Linked DNA regions of Mus musculus: regions 1, 2 and 4 are each linked to region 3. The links are chromatin contacts, called in public ChIA-PET and Hi-C maps. All regions are on one chromosome and are shown on one strand. Each heading gives the region's core, a stretch centred on a gene start, on an enhancer-like site or on the middle of the called end of the contact. The rest is flanking DNA. Distances are from core to core; before and after follow the strand shown.

Region 1 (3,189 bases), core at 597-3,096, 140 kb before region 3:
GGGGGGAAGCCAGGCAGTGGTGGCGCACACCTTTAATCCTAGCACTTGGGAGGCAGAGGCAGGTGGATTTCTTGAGTTTGAGGCCAGCCTGGTCTACAAAGTGAGTTCCAGGACAGCCAGGGCTACACAGAGAAACCATGTCTGGAAAAAAACAAAAACAAAAACAAACAAAAAAACCCCCCAGTCTGACAAGTGTTAAGGCCGAGATGATTTTGAGGTATTAACATATTGTATCATATTTAGATATATTCTGTGCCTTGGCTTAATTTTCATGTTTCTAAATGTATACCTAAGCGCATGTACAACCCCCCCACCCCCAAACCAACTTTCTGATTGGATGTGTTTGCTCGGCACTTCACTTGGGGGAATCAGTTATTCCTCTCTTACAAAGAGCTGGGTACCAGCACTTGGGAGGTAGAGGCAGGATGATCAAGAGTTTAAGGTTAGTAAATGCAAGGCCATACTTGGTTACAGGAGACCCTGTCTCCCCCCTTCTTCCCTCCCAAAAGGGACAAAGCATATTTTAAAATGATCCTAAAAACACTCCTCTTGTGTAGCTAAGCTAGAAAAGAAATGGAGAGCCAGTAGAGCTAAGCGCAAAGGTGCTGGGAATCGAGGCACTTCTGTAAAGGGCAGGGATCATTGGAGTGGGCAGGCAAAGCCTGGTGCAAGCCTGGAGCTGGCGTGCTATGAGAGTCAAGTCTGAGTACTTGCCTTTCCTATTGTGCACTGCAGGGTTTTGGTGTCTTTGCTCGGTGCATCTGTCTGGTGTACTTTCCCTCCAGCTGGCTTTCTCAGTTTTGGCTTGTCTGTAGGGTTTAATGGTTGCTTGGCTCTTCTTTATTATAACTCTTAAAATATTCTTTTGGCATTTATTCCTACTGCTGAAGGGCTTGGTATTTCTTTTAAGCTGTAAATGATTTATTTATTGAAGGGCTAGTGATTTTAACCACTTGAATTCAGAAGGTCTGGCAGGTCTTGGTATTTCTGCACTCTTCTTCCAGCTGTGTTAATGTGGTAGCACATTATATTCACACACACACATGTGTATCTATATGTGCATATATAGCCACTACCCTTCTCTATTTTATTTGTCAAACTTCTGTATTTATTTACTTGTTGTGTAAGTAAATGTGTGGGTAATGTGTGCCATGGTGGAGGTCAGCCTCAGTCACTTGAGGGTTGGGGTCTCTCCTTCCAAGTGGATTCCAGACATCAAACACAGGTTATCAGGCTTGGTGGCAAGTGTCTTTCTCCCAAGATATCTCACTTGTGTTGTGTCCCCTTCTTCCTCCACTTTAGACTAGTGGGAACATATACACCGTTTTTCGATTTATCTCCTACCTACTACCCTTAATTTATATTGGTTGATTCTTCCACATCAGGAATTTATTATTAGTGTATGCATGATGTGTGTGTCCACTGAATGTGTGGAGTTGGCTGTCTTCTTCCTTTATGTTGTGATGAAACACTAACTAAAAACAACTTGAGGAAGGAAAGGATGTTTGGCCTACAGGTTTCTGTCCATCATCAGGGAAAGCTAGGACAAGAACTTGAGGCAGGAACTGGAACTGGCTTGGTTCTAATTTCATTCTGCTCCCTTCTTATGCAGTGCAGATTCACCTGCCTGGGGATAGTACCACCCACAGTGGACTGGAGCCTGTTTCATCAATTAGTAATCAAGAAAATGCCTCCTAGACATGCCCACAGGCCAATCACTTGGAGGCAGTTTCTCAGTTGAGGTGTGTTAAATTGACAACGTAAGCTAACCTGGCTCAGGGTGCCAGGCTTGTGGCAGCAAACACTTTCCCCACTGAGCTATAACCCTCTTGCCTTTTCTTTTCTGAGATAGGATCTCTCACTGTATCCTAGTCTGACCTCAAACTCATGATGCTATTCTTACCTCAGCTTCTCAGTTGTGTGAACCATGCTTGACTCCTTTTATGTGTTAGGCTCTGAGGTCAGCCTTGGTGTTCTTCAGGAAACAGGTCTCACTGGGACCTGAGGCTTGCCTGTTAGGTTAGGCTAGCTAGCCACTGAGGCCCCCCGACCCCCAATCTGCCTTTACCAGCTGAACCATCTCCTAAGTACCCCCCCCCCCCAAGGATATATGTCATCTCATTGTATGGGTGAATTTTATTATTAGGTTGTATACAGCGCTCCAGTGAAAGATGTGGGCTATCACTTTAGGTACATGAGCTATTACAGCTCTGGATTATCTGAATGGAGTTGGAGTGGCTAACAGAAAGGGTGAGGATTTTAGTACAACCACCATTGAATGCTTATTTTGTGCATACAGCGTCTTTATCCAGCAACATACTTGGTGCTGTTACAAGTGTTTCAGATTTGGGAGCTTTTGGACCTTGCATAGATTGTACAGATTCTGCAGGTTGAGGATCCCTGATTTAAAATTCTGAAACCTGCAATGATCCAAAGTCTGAAACTTGCTTTTTAAAATTTATTTATTTATTTATTTATTTTTCAAGAAGCATTTGGGAGCTGGGCGTGGTGGTGCGTGCCTTTAATCCCAGCACTCGGGAGGCAGAGGCAGGCGGATTTCTGAGTTCCAGGCCAGCCTGGTCTACAGAGTGAGTTCCAGGACAGCCAGGGCTATACAGAAAAACCCTGTCTCGAAAAACAAAAACAAAAACAAAAACAAACAAACAAAAAAGAAGCATTTGGGATATTGAGTCATTTCAAACTTAGGAGCATGTGTTTTGGAGTAAGCATGCACAACCTGTACAACATGCTGTGTGCTTTTGAGTCTATTTCTTGTCTTTCTGTTCTTGTTATGTTGATTTGCCTTTTTAATTATGTACCAGGATCTCACTGTTTTATTGGACTTTTCCAATATGTACCATAATATGATGATCAGGATCTAAATGAGCTGAATTTAAATTGCTCAGCTAAATTGAGACTGGGTTCTCTGGGTAGCCCTGGCTGTCCTAGAACAGGAGCCTCTCGATAGACCAGGCTGACCTTGAACTCGGAGATTTACCTGCCTCTTCCTCTTGAGTGCTGGGGCTAAAGGTGTGTGCCACCATTGCCACCATTGCCTGGCCATTTGTATTTATTTTTAATTACTGAATTTTAAAGGCATAGAATCAACAGAAGAATGAAAACATTTTCTTGGATTTTTCAAAAATAAAATTCAGATATTTTTGGGGGTTTAGGTGTTTTATTCAGTGG
Region 2 (3,054 bases), core at 362-2,861, 200 kb before region 3:
AAGTGTGAGAGAAATCCAGACTTGAACATGTAGTGAACTACTGAGCCATCTCTAGCCCCTGAAAGATTTTTTTTGTGTATGTGTGTGTATCTGTATGAGTGTGTGTCACGTGTGTGCAAGTACCTGCAGAGGTAGGAAGAGGGTAGGGTGTCAGATCTCCTTGAGGCTGGAGTTACAGGTACTTGTGAGCCATCCAGTGTGGGTTCCAGAAATCAAACTTAGGTCCTCTGCTTAAGTGCTCTTAACTACTGTTAACCATCCCTCCAGCTCTGACAATGATTAAATCTGTACTGGGACAGGAGGAGGACCCTTAGGTGATTTTGGTTCCTCCCTTTTATTTTGTCAGTAACGGGATAGGACAGAGGTTCTCAACCTTAGCAAGCCTCGTGTCTGATAACTCTTCGTTGTGGGCTCCGCCCTGTGTGTCATACGATGCTTACAGCATCTCTGCCCTTTACCTACTAGATGTGACTAGCAACCCTCCCCCAGTTATAAAACTGAAAATGTGTGAAGACATTGCAAGTCCTGGAGGCAGGTTGGTAAGAAATGCTAAGTATTTTGGCTACTTGACATATGTGGGGCAATTATACTAAAGAGTCTCACTATTTATCTGAGGTCGAAGTTAACACCTGAGTTTTTAATTTGCTAAATCTGGCAGCCCTACTTGGAATTGAAATCATTCCAGGTCAAGGTTGGATGCGGTTGATGAAGTCCATAGATTAAAATAAAATGAAGGATAACTCAATTAGCATTTCACTAAACACATACTCTACATAAAGGCTTTTAAAGATGGCATGTTTTTCTGTTTTCGTGTGTGTGTGTGTGTGTGTGTGTGTGTGTGTGTGCATTTGGAGGTCAAAGAACAACTTAAGGGAATCAGTTCTTTACAAATTCAGTTTTTTCTTTCCACTGTGTGGGCCCTGAGGATTAGGCTTGGTAGCAGGAACCTTTACCCACTCAGCCATCTGGCCATCCTTCCTCTTATACTTTAAATAAAGAACCAAAAAGTAGCTATTTGAACAACTTAGCAACTCAGAAATGTCACTAGCATCCATGAGATAACATATGGCTTTTACAAAGGCATGCATTTTTGTTGTTTACTGGTTTATTCTAAACAGGGCCTGGTGCCTAGGAATCACACAATAAACATTTGTTGAATGATTGAAAGAGTTGACAGTGTTATGTGTGTGTGGAAAATGGCCATATGGTTGTATAGTTCCCTGTAAATAATGAATGACTGGGTGTGGTGCACACCTAAAGACTCCGTAACTTGGGAGGCTGAAAGGAAGATTCCTTGGCTTCAGGGGTTGGAAAGCTGTGGGGAATGCAGAGACTTACACATAGATACAGAGTCCAAAGTATTGGGAAGGAGATGGCTCAGCTGGGACAATGGAAGCATGGTGGCTGGAGCCCCATCTCCCAGAACCCACGCAAAAGCCAGGTGCTGTGGTACATGCCTGTTGCGGCCGGCCTGCAGCTCGAAACGAACGGTTCAACTGAGATGGCAACTCGGGCTGAAAGAGAAGAACTAGTCGGGCGGAAGAAAGAACAAAGCCAAGTCAAAAGTCACTCTGATCAAAGCTCAATTTTTACTGTTGCGACACTCAGTTATGAAGAAAGGGGGAGGGGACCTGGTTCCCTGCCAAATAATCTCGGGGTCTAGTAGCAGGGTGAGCACATGATGGCTTCGGAACAGCAAAGCCGCAGGTTCTAGCAGTGGGCGTGGCAGAACAAATGAGCAGGAAGCTCCACCCCTGAGCAAGCAGGTTTCAGGCTGGGGGAGGGGAGACTACATCTCCTCCCTGTTGTTAACAAAAATAAAAAAAAAAGAAAAGGCTGGCCTGAGGCAAAAAATTTATTTATGCTCAATAGTTTTGCCTGAATTCTAGGGCTAAAGAAAAAACCTGTCTCTGTGGGATTCCCTAACTTTTCTTATGGTAAACTGTATCTGGCTAAGACTGTCCTTTCTATCCTAGTAAACAACTAACAGAAAAGCCTGGAGCTGTAGGCTCTGACTTTATAATGCTAATTAGTATTGAATAGGTAACTTCTTAGTTGAATTTTTTTTTTTTTTTTTTTTTTTTTTTTTTTTTTTTTTTTTTTTTAAAGATTTATTTATTTATTATATGTAAGTACATTGTAGCTGTCTTCAGACACTCCAGAAGAGGGCGCCAGATCTCGTTACGGATGGTTGTGAGCCACCATGTGGTTGCTGGGATTTGAACTCTGGACCTTCGGAAGAGCAGTCGGGTGCTCTTACCCACTGAGCCATCTCACCAGCCCTTCTTAGTTGAATTTTAAGTAGGGTGTTGGAACCCTGGCTAAGTTTGACTGAACAAATTTGAAATACACTTTATTAAGAATAACACTGAGTTGATATTCCTCCGCATTATTGGATGACAGGCGGGAAACAGGGAGGAGGGGGTGACGACTGGCTCCGTAGTACAAGGCCAATTGGCTTTTTATTTTGGGGTGGGAGGCAGTGAAGACAGTACGGTCTCCAACCTCTCTCCCCCCTATTAATTAAGTTAAATAAGGCAACGCTTAACTGAGGTGATCAAATGATTTTTTTCATTCGTAGATGAGTGGGCTTTTAATCTTGGCTTGGGTGGACATTGACCCACTTTCTCCCGTGGGTGCTGTCACGACCCACACCTGTGGCTCTTGGTATCTTTTGGGGAGGGGAGGCAGAGCCATAGATATTTTTGGTTTTTAGCCAAAATTAGATACCAACTCCTTTTTAAACTGGGTATAACCCACAGGAAACTCAGAAATGGTCAAGCTGGACCTTCCCTTGCAGTAGTTCTCTGCACCAAGCGATACCCATACTGTATTTGTATGATCACGAACCAGTATGCACAGTTCTGAGTACTGTGCAGCTCCTAAAGGAGAATAGTCAACCTCAGATTTAGCAAGGCCTAGGCAAGAATTATGTCATTAGTAACACCACGATTTGTGGCTAAAATAGGAGCTGGAAGTCGTTCCTCTTCATCTCTGTTATTCTCATAGCCTGAGGAACTAAGGACACCTTGTAGTAACAGCAAGGGTGAAAAG
Region 3 (3,128 bases), core at 191-2,690:
GGCTAGACTTACGCACAGTACCTTTTATTTTCCTCGATTTGTTGGCTTTTGAGGAAGGGTCTTACTATGTAGCCTATCCTAGACCGCAGATATATGCCTGCCTCTGCCTCAGGAATGGTGGGATTAAAGGGGACGACTAATCCCCCCTCCCCCTCCCTCACCCCCACCCCACACTGTTCTCCTGTGATAAGTATTTTCTAATGTGAACCCGCATCTTGTTTTCAGGTAACAGTTCTGGGACACAAAACCCAACATCTTCACAAACTTTAAGAAAGTTATTAATTTAATACAATAATTTTAAATTTGCCCTAAATTGATTTAGAGCCTATGCAAATAATTTAGCATCTTTAATGCCTGAACCTGTTTCTCAGGACGATAACATGCACAAGTGCTTTCAGCTTGCTCACCCGGCTTGCATAAATTCAGGGAATGGCAAGCACATTGAGCTCAATGTGAAATTACAACCCAAGCAATGTAGGCATGGTTAATTATTGACAATCTTGACTTTCCGGATTCTCGGTTGTATTATAAAGCCGTAGACCTCAATCGTGAAAAGATCGCATTATTTCTTTCTTCCAACGTGAGCTATCAAATCTCCGGAGGGAACCTGGCTGAGTAGAGATGACCCTCACACCTGGCCCTAGATCCAAGTGACAGTGTTAAACATATCCTTTTCCCAAATTGTAAACGCCTTACCCATCCTACTGGAGACATAAGTCTTTAAACGAAGTAATTGTATAAGGACCATCCACGCCCTGTTGTTCCCCCCCCCCTTTTCTTCGTTTTTATCAGGAGCCTGACAGATCACTGACTCCAGATTAAAAAGAATGTCTTATCAGACTCCACAATCAAGGACACAGCTTGACAACGTTCGCATTCATCTTCAAGGCAACGTCTGGGCTCGCTCTTAATCGCCGGGCCATCACACCCGGAAATGAAACCGCCAGCGCAGCCCACTCTGCACAGTCTCATCCTAAGTTGTGCCCCTTGGCGCTCTGAGCGCACGACCGCAGGACACCGCTGCCCTCTCCGGCCCAGGGCCTGCAGGTCACTCGCGCTCCCCGACCACCAAGCGGGCCCCGTAGGGGCTCAGCGAGAGCGCGCTCCTCGGCCACCAGGAGGGCGGCGTAGGGACCGAGCTAGAGCGCGCTGCCCGCCGGGCCGCCGACACCGGCTTCGTGTGACAGAAGGGCGACACCAGGGCCAGGAGCCTCTGGGGACCGTCCTTAGCAGCGAGCACCGGTCACCGCAAGGACTCCCGATCGCCCGCAGCCCCGCATCCGGCCCCTGAGGGAGGTGCCCCGCCCCCCGCCGCCCGCGCTTTCCCTCCCTCCCTCCCTCCTTCCCGTCGTTCCCGGGCGAGGGGTCGCGCGCCCTCTCCAACCGCGCCACTCACCTGGCGGGCCTCAGGCTCGCTCCATAGCCGCCCGCGCGGTGCGGTGAGGCGCGGCCCCGGCCGCCCCCGCCGCCTCCGGGGAGGGGCAGCCCCACGCCGCACTCACCGCCCCGGGCCGCCGCCGCCACCACTGCGGCTCCCGCCCACCGCCGGCCCGGCCATTCCCCGGTCGCCGCTCCCCGCGGAGCCGGCCGCTCCACACCCACCCCCGCCTCCGCGCTGCCTGGCTGTTGGTACGGTCCTAGCGGAACGCCCTCCCTGCAGCCAATCCCAGTGCGCACCCGGCGCAGCTCCGCCCCCGTTGCGGGTAGGCGGGACTACCGGGCAGCTCCGGACCGCCCCCTTTAACCCTTTCACCCTCATTCCTGCAGCGCTGGGCTCCGCAGACACCGTCGGCGGATTTCTCCAAGCCTGTTTACATAAACTAGCTTCTGGCTTCTCTCTTACCTTCACAATTTCTTTCCTGCAGTCATCTAGGTGAAGTCCTATTCTGAAGAGATAATTTCTTCTTTCTTTCGCTCTGCCTTGACTTCTCCTTGGAGATTCTGCCCCAAAGTGCCCTTCCCTGACCAAAAGAGGCCAGACTTCCCACCTTGGAAATCGCTCCAGCTTTGGCCCAGAGCAGAGCTCCCCTACTGTACCTTTTCAGTAGCTCTTAACAAAATCCTGTTTATTTTATTATAATAGCTTTTTTTTTTTTAATGTTTGTGCCTTGCAATGGACTGTAAGCCCTAAGAGGGCAAATCCAGCGCGACTTGGTTTCCAGTGCCCTGCACTCACCCACTAGGCTCCTGAAGAGTCAATGAGCTGCTCCTCCCCTTAACGTGTGTCCACTCCACACACAGTAGCTACTGTATAATGCATACGTTTATTCACCATATAGACAGCTTCCATGTAGTCTGTTTGACCCTAAAATATTATGGTGTACGTTCTACATTGGATATGATTTGTGCGGGGGGGGGGGGAGTTTGGGGACTAAGCAGGAATTTCTTTCAAGAGGGAAAGAAACGATCTCTCTCTCTCTCCCTCTCTCTCTCCCTCCCTCCCACCCCCCACTGTATGCCACTGGGCATGTCATGTAGTGCCTCTGAGTATAAGGCTCCTTGGGAAATGGAAGTTAAACACAGTACCTACTTGACAGGATTGTGGTGAGATTTAAATAGTAAATGTGTGGAGAAAATACAATTATTGTGTGAAGTTAGTTTAATGTGTGTGTGTGTGTGTGTAGCACTTTCGATCAGGACACCCAGAGAAACTATTGGACTTGACACCCTACCCCAGAAGACTTAGTGAGGGAAAGCAGCTTTAATCACTGCTGGAAGCACTCATCACTGCAAGGCGTACAAAGGGCAGCGTAGACAGCCCTGTGTCAGCTTTTACTGGATAGAGTTGAAAAGGGTTGAGGCCATTATCCGACAATGGAAAGCACAATTCTTGGGAAAATTGGCTGGATGGTGATGAGAGTCTGCCTTATTTCTTAACAGGCACATGGGTCTGCTTGCAGCCAGCTCTTCTGGGCCAGAAAACCATGAGGCAAAAGAGGAAGCCAACACTTTCTTTGAGACTGTGTGACTAACAGTGCTCCGTCTTCTCTGTCATTCCATTGACACTGAAGAAGGACCCTGCTCCTGTCATTGCTCATCCTGAAACCTGCCTTGGGGGAGATGACACCCATCTGTGTTGAAGGATTCTCAGAGAAAGAGGGTTTTTGGTCCATGGAGGCAATCCAGTC
Region 4 (3,027 bases), core at 449-2,948, 190 kb after region 3:
GCTAGGATGAGGCTGATACTTGCTTGCTATCTAAAGGAACAGCTTGTGCTGGGTACGATGAGCCACACCTGTTACCTGGACCCTAGGAGGCAAAGGTCAGAGATCACAAGCCCAAGAGCAGCCTAAGCTACACAGAAAGTTCTAGGTTAGCCTGGGCTACACAGTGAGACCCAATCTTAAACAAGTAAGTATTTTTAAACCCAGCTTTAAGCTGGGCGTGGTGGCGCACGCCTTTAATCCCAGCACTCGGTAGGCGGAGGCAGGTGGATTTCTGAGTTCGAGGCCAGCCTGGTCTACAAAGTGAGTTCCAGGACAGCCAGGGCTACACAGAAAAACCCTGTCTCGAAAAACCAAAAAAACAAAACAAACAAACAAAAAAAAAACCCAGCTTTATAATGCATTATGCATTAATACAATTCAATCTTGTTTCCTTTACCTGCTTTCAACTTTACTCCTGGTGTAGAAGGGGGTAGTGTTGAAACAGCACCTTGCTCTGCAAACCAGACTGGTCTAGAACTTACTAGAGCCTAAGGTGATCTAATATTTTCTGGCAATAGTACTCATTTTGTAATAAAATGTTTTCAAGTGATTTCCTACACTGTGACATAGAACAAGAATCCATAAATCTAGAGAGCCCCCTAGTGTTAAGAAAAAGATTTTTATTTAATTGTAAAAAAGATTATATCTTTACCCTACATGTTAGATATATAAATTTTATTACTATTTACTGAATAGAGGTAATACAGACTAAAAATAAGCATCAATACACTTGAATAAGGTTTTTTTTTTTTTGCTTGCTTTCAATCTGTGTGTGTGTGTGTGTTTTAAACTAACCATAGAACTTAGACTGATGCCGGGCGTGGTGGCGCATGCCTTTAATCCCAGCACTTGGGAGGCAGAGGCAGGCAGATGTCTGAGTTTGAGGCCAGGCTGGTCTACAGAGTGAGTTCCAGGACAGCCAGGGCTACACAGAGAAACCCTGTCTCGGGAAAAAAAAAAAAAAATTAGAACTTAGACTGGCCACAAATCCACAGTAACCCTGTTGCCTGTTTTTGTCTATTTTGTCAGACAAAATATTTCATGAGTTATATTAAAATCCATTATGTGGGAAACTGAAAAAAAATGCATCTCAAGACAAATTAAATGAAACAAATATATATTGTAGTTTATTTCATTTTCCTAGGAATATAAAGTGGCACTCTCATTCATGACTACAAATATCATAATAACTATTTTCTTAGTTAAGTTCGCTAATTCAACTTACTCTCTTTTCTACTTCTGAAGACATTTATTTGGCTGTCTTCTGGTTTCTTTCAAACAAGCAATATCAGCCCTTAGACAGAAAACCTTGAAATATGCAGCATTAGACTCTTGCTTTGGTCCATTAAACTGCACCCAATCAACCATTTAGCCTCCAAAATGACCATCTTTTCATGGGTTCTTCCAATACCAAACAAAGTATTTTTCTTTTTCCCTTTAATAAACAAACAAGGGATAAAAGCTGACAAAAAAAGTTCCCTGTTGATTGATCTGAGTGCATAGCTGCATATTTTTGCCTCTGATGTAACGAAACTTTATTTCCTTTAGCACCTGAGTCTATGTATGCACTCTTCTCTGTGTTGAAGTCTATACTGTAATGCTTCCACTAGGGAACACAGAGACTTGCTGCCAGCGTCACAGGTCATTGCTGAGTTTCCCAGATACCACTATGCTGTTACTTCTTGACTCATCAAGTCATGCTTCAGTTGCTCTGACTAGGGAAGCCTCTAGGCTTCAATCTAACAACAAGGTTTCAGTTTCTGTTGCCTCTCCATCTTCACTCCAGCTGCAGTTACACAGTTTATTCTAGTTTGAAGTTTATAGAGAAAACTTTCAGTTTGTACTGTTGGCTTTTATTCTTCAACACCAGTAACTGTCAGCCTCACTCTGCTGCATGTATTTAATAATAAATGTATACTATTCAGTAGCCAACTGAAATGTTGAGTATCTATGAATTGGACCACTTTGGGTACAGGACTACATGATTATCCATGCTATTTATAGATCACAAAAGTTCAATTTATTATGATAGAAATTTCAAAAGAATGGGTTCTGCTAAATATCTGGGTTACAAAAGGTTCCTTGCCTAACATCTCCCACAAAGTGGCATTTTCACACTGTTTATTTTATCTTCTTTTAGCTCCTTGATGTTAAAGAATAACATTTTTAAAAGAAAATTAAAGCATTATCCTTCCTCTTTGCATTCATACACATATAATATATTTCATCTAATCATCTACTTACTACATACCTGTTGAAAGAATGAGTGGATGCCTGAACAAAGCAACCATGCACAGGGCAGGATTATAAAGCCAGACAAGCGGTAAAAACATTGGAAATGGTATTTAAATATTACATACAAGCCCACAAAGCGACAGGTTAAGATTCGGTCATTTGACCATTTCTAGTAACATAGTTGACAAAATAATCTAAAAGCATGCTGTGCTTCATGAGAAACGTAGAAAGAGTCTGAATTTTAATTCCCAGCTGAAGAGAAAAGACAAGACCGCTAAAAAATAAAAACAGAACCAAGGCCTCACCCTCACCTTCTACACCCTCACCTTCTACACCCTCACCTTCTACACCCTCACCCTCACCTTCTACACCCTCACCTTCTACACCCTCACCTTCTACACCCTCACCTTCTACACCCTCACCTTCTACACCCTCACCTTCTACACCCTCACCTTCTACACCCTCACCTTCTACACCCTCACCCTCACCTTCTACACCCTCACCTTCTACACCCTCACCTTCCAGCCCCACCCCACCCATCTCATCTGAAGCAGAGCTAGGGAGGTCAGAGCCTGGCCCATCGGTGGCAAGATGCTGGGGAGGAAAATGTGTCTTGGCCAGGAAGATCTATAAACTTAACTGTGTTGGCCTGGGCTTAATGTGAGGTCAGAAGACAGAATCTATTCCAGGCATATACATTACCATCATGGCCCAAGACCCTCAACATAAGAAATCCACATTAAAATATGTTCA

The links. A called contact is a pair of places that touch in the nucleus more often than the background predicts. ChIA-PET counts read pairs in DNA pulled down with a chosen protein or histone mark.
Region 1: an RNA polymerase II ChIA-PET map of memory CD8 T cells shows a contact between it and region 3, with 22 read pairs. The contact joins the enhancer-like site here to the promoter of Fam20b in region 3. A contact is called at or near these places in 5 of 39 promoter capture datasets (the HPC-7 cell line, embryonic stem cells, neutrophils and 2 more), 5 of 484 Hi-C or Micro-C datasets (CD4 T cells, natural killer cells, nephron progenitors and 2 more), 4 of 115 datasets of contacts at active chromatin or transcription factors (bone marrow-derived macrophages, embryonic stem cells and memory CD8 T cells) and 3 of 9 other capture datasets (adipose tissue, liver and pancreatic islet).
Region 2: an RNA polymerase II ChIA-PET map of memory CD8 T cells shows a contact between it and region 3, with 9 read pairs. The contact joins the enhancer-like site here to the promoter of Fam20b in region 3. A contact is called at or near these places in 3 of 39 promoter capture datasets (embryonic stem cells, pre-B cells and stem cell-derived epiblast-like cells), 1 of 484 Hi-C or Micro-C datasets (embryonic stem cells), 3 of 115 datasets of contacts at active chromatin or transcription factors (embryonic stem cells, memory CD8 T cells and pro-B cells) and 2 of 9 other capture datasets (adipose tissue and liver).
Region 4: a contact with region 3 is called in a Hi-C map of B cells, with 6 read pairs. The contact joins the enhancer-like site here to the promoter of Fam20b in region 3. A contact is called at or near these places in 19 of 39 promoter capture datasets (the 3T3-L1 cell line, 3T3-L1-derived adipocytes, the C10 cell line and 12 more), 1 of 484 Hi-C or Micro-C datasets (B cells), 10 of 115 datasets of contacts at active chromatin or transcription factors (embryonic basal ganglia, embryonic forebrain, embryonic midbrain and 5 more) and 3 of 9 other capture datasets (adipose tissue, liver and pancreatic islet).

What each region holds. Positions count from the first base shown.
Region 1 is chr1:156,572,400-156,575,588 of GRCm38.p6, forward strand. All of the region lies in intron 1 of Abl2 (v-abl Abelson murine leukemia viral oncogene 2 (arg, Abelson-related gene)), which reads left to right. Among named protein-coding and RNA genes, the nearest start is that of Abl2, 15 kb to the left of the region's middle. Within about 2 kb of position 1,847, at least 24 of the 459 cell types and tissues checked have an H3K27ac peak or open chromatin away from gene starts, as enhancers often do. A contact at or near this core is called in memory CD8 T cells, where this site is marked.
Region 2 is chr1:156,520,685-156,523,738 of GRCm38.p6, forward strand. No RefSeq gene overlaps it. Among named protein-coding and RNA genes, the nearest start is that of Abl2, 37 kb to the right of the region's middle. Within about 2 kb of position 1,612, at least 53 of the 459 cell types and tissues checked have an H3K27ac peak or open chromatin away from gene starts, as enhancers often do. A contact at or near this core is called in memory CD8 T cells and pro-B cells, where this site is marked.
Region 3 is chr1:156,717,470-156,720,597 of GRCm38.p6, forward strand. It overlaps Fam20b (family with sequence similarity 20, member B), which reads right to left and starts at 1,441. Exons shown (of 8, transcript NM_145413.4): 1 at 1,397-1,441.
Region 4 is chr1:156,909,438-156,912,464 of GRCm38.p6, forward strand. The region is part of intron 1 of Ralgps2 (Ral GEF with PH domain and SH3 binding motif 2); the gene reads right to left. Among named protein-coding and RNA genes, the nearest start is that of 4930439D14Rik, 28 kb to the right of the region's middle. Within about 2 kb of position 1,699, at least 29 of the 459 cell types and tissues checked have an H3K27ac peak or open chromatin away from gene starts, as enhancers often do. A contact at or near this core is called in B cells, the HPC-7 cell line and pro-B cells, where this site is marked.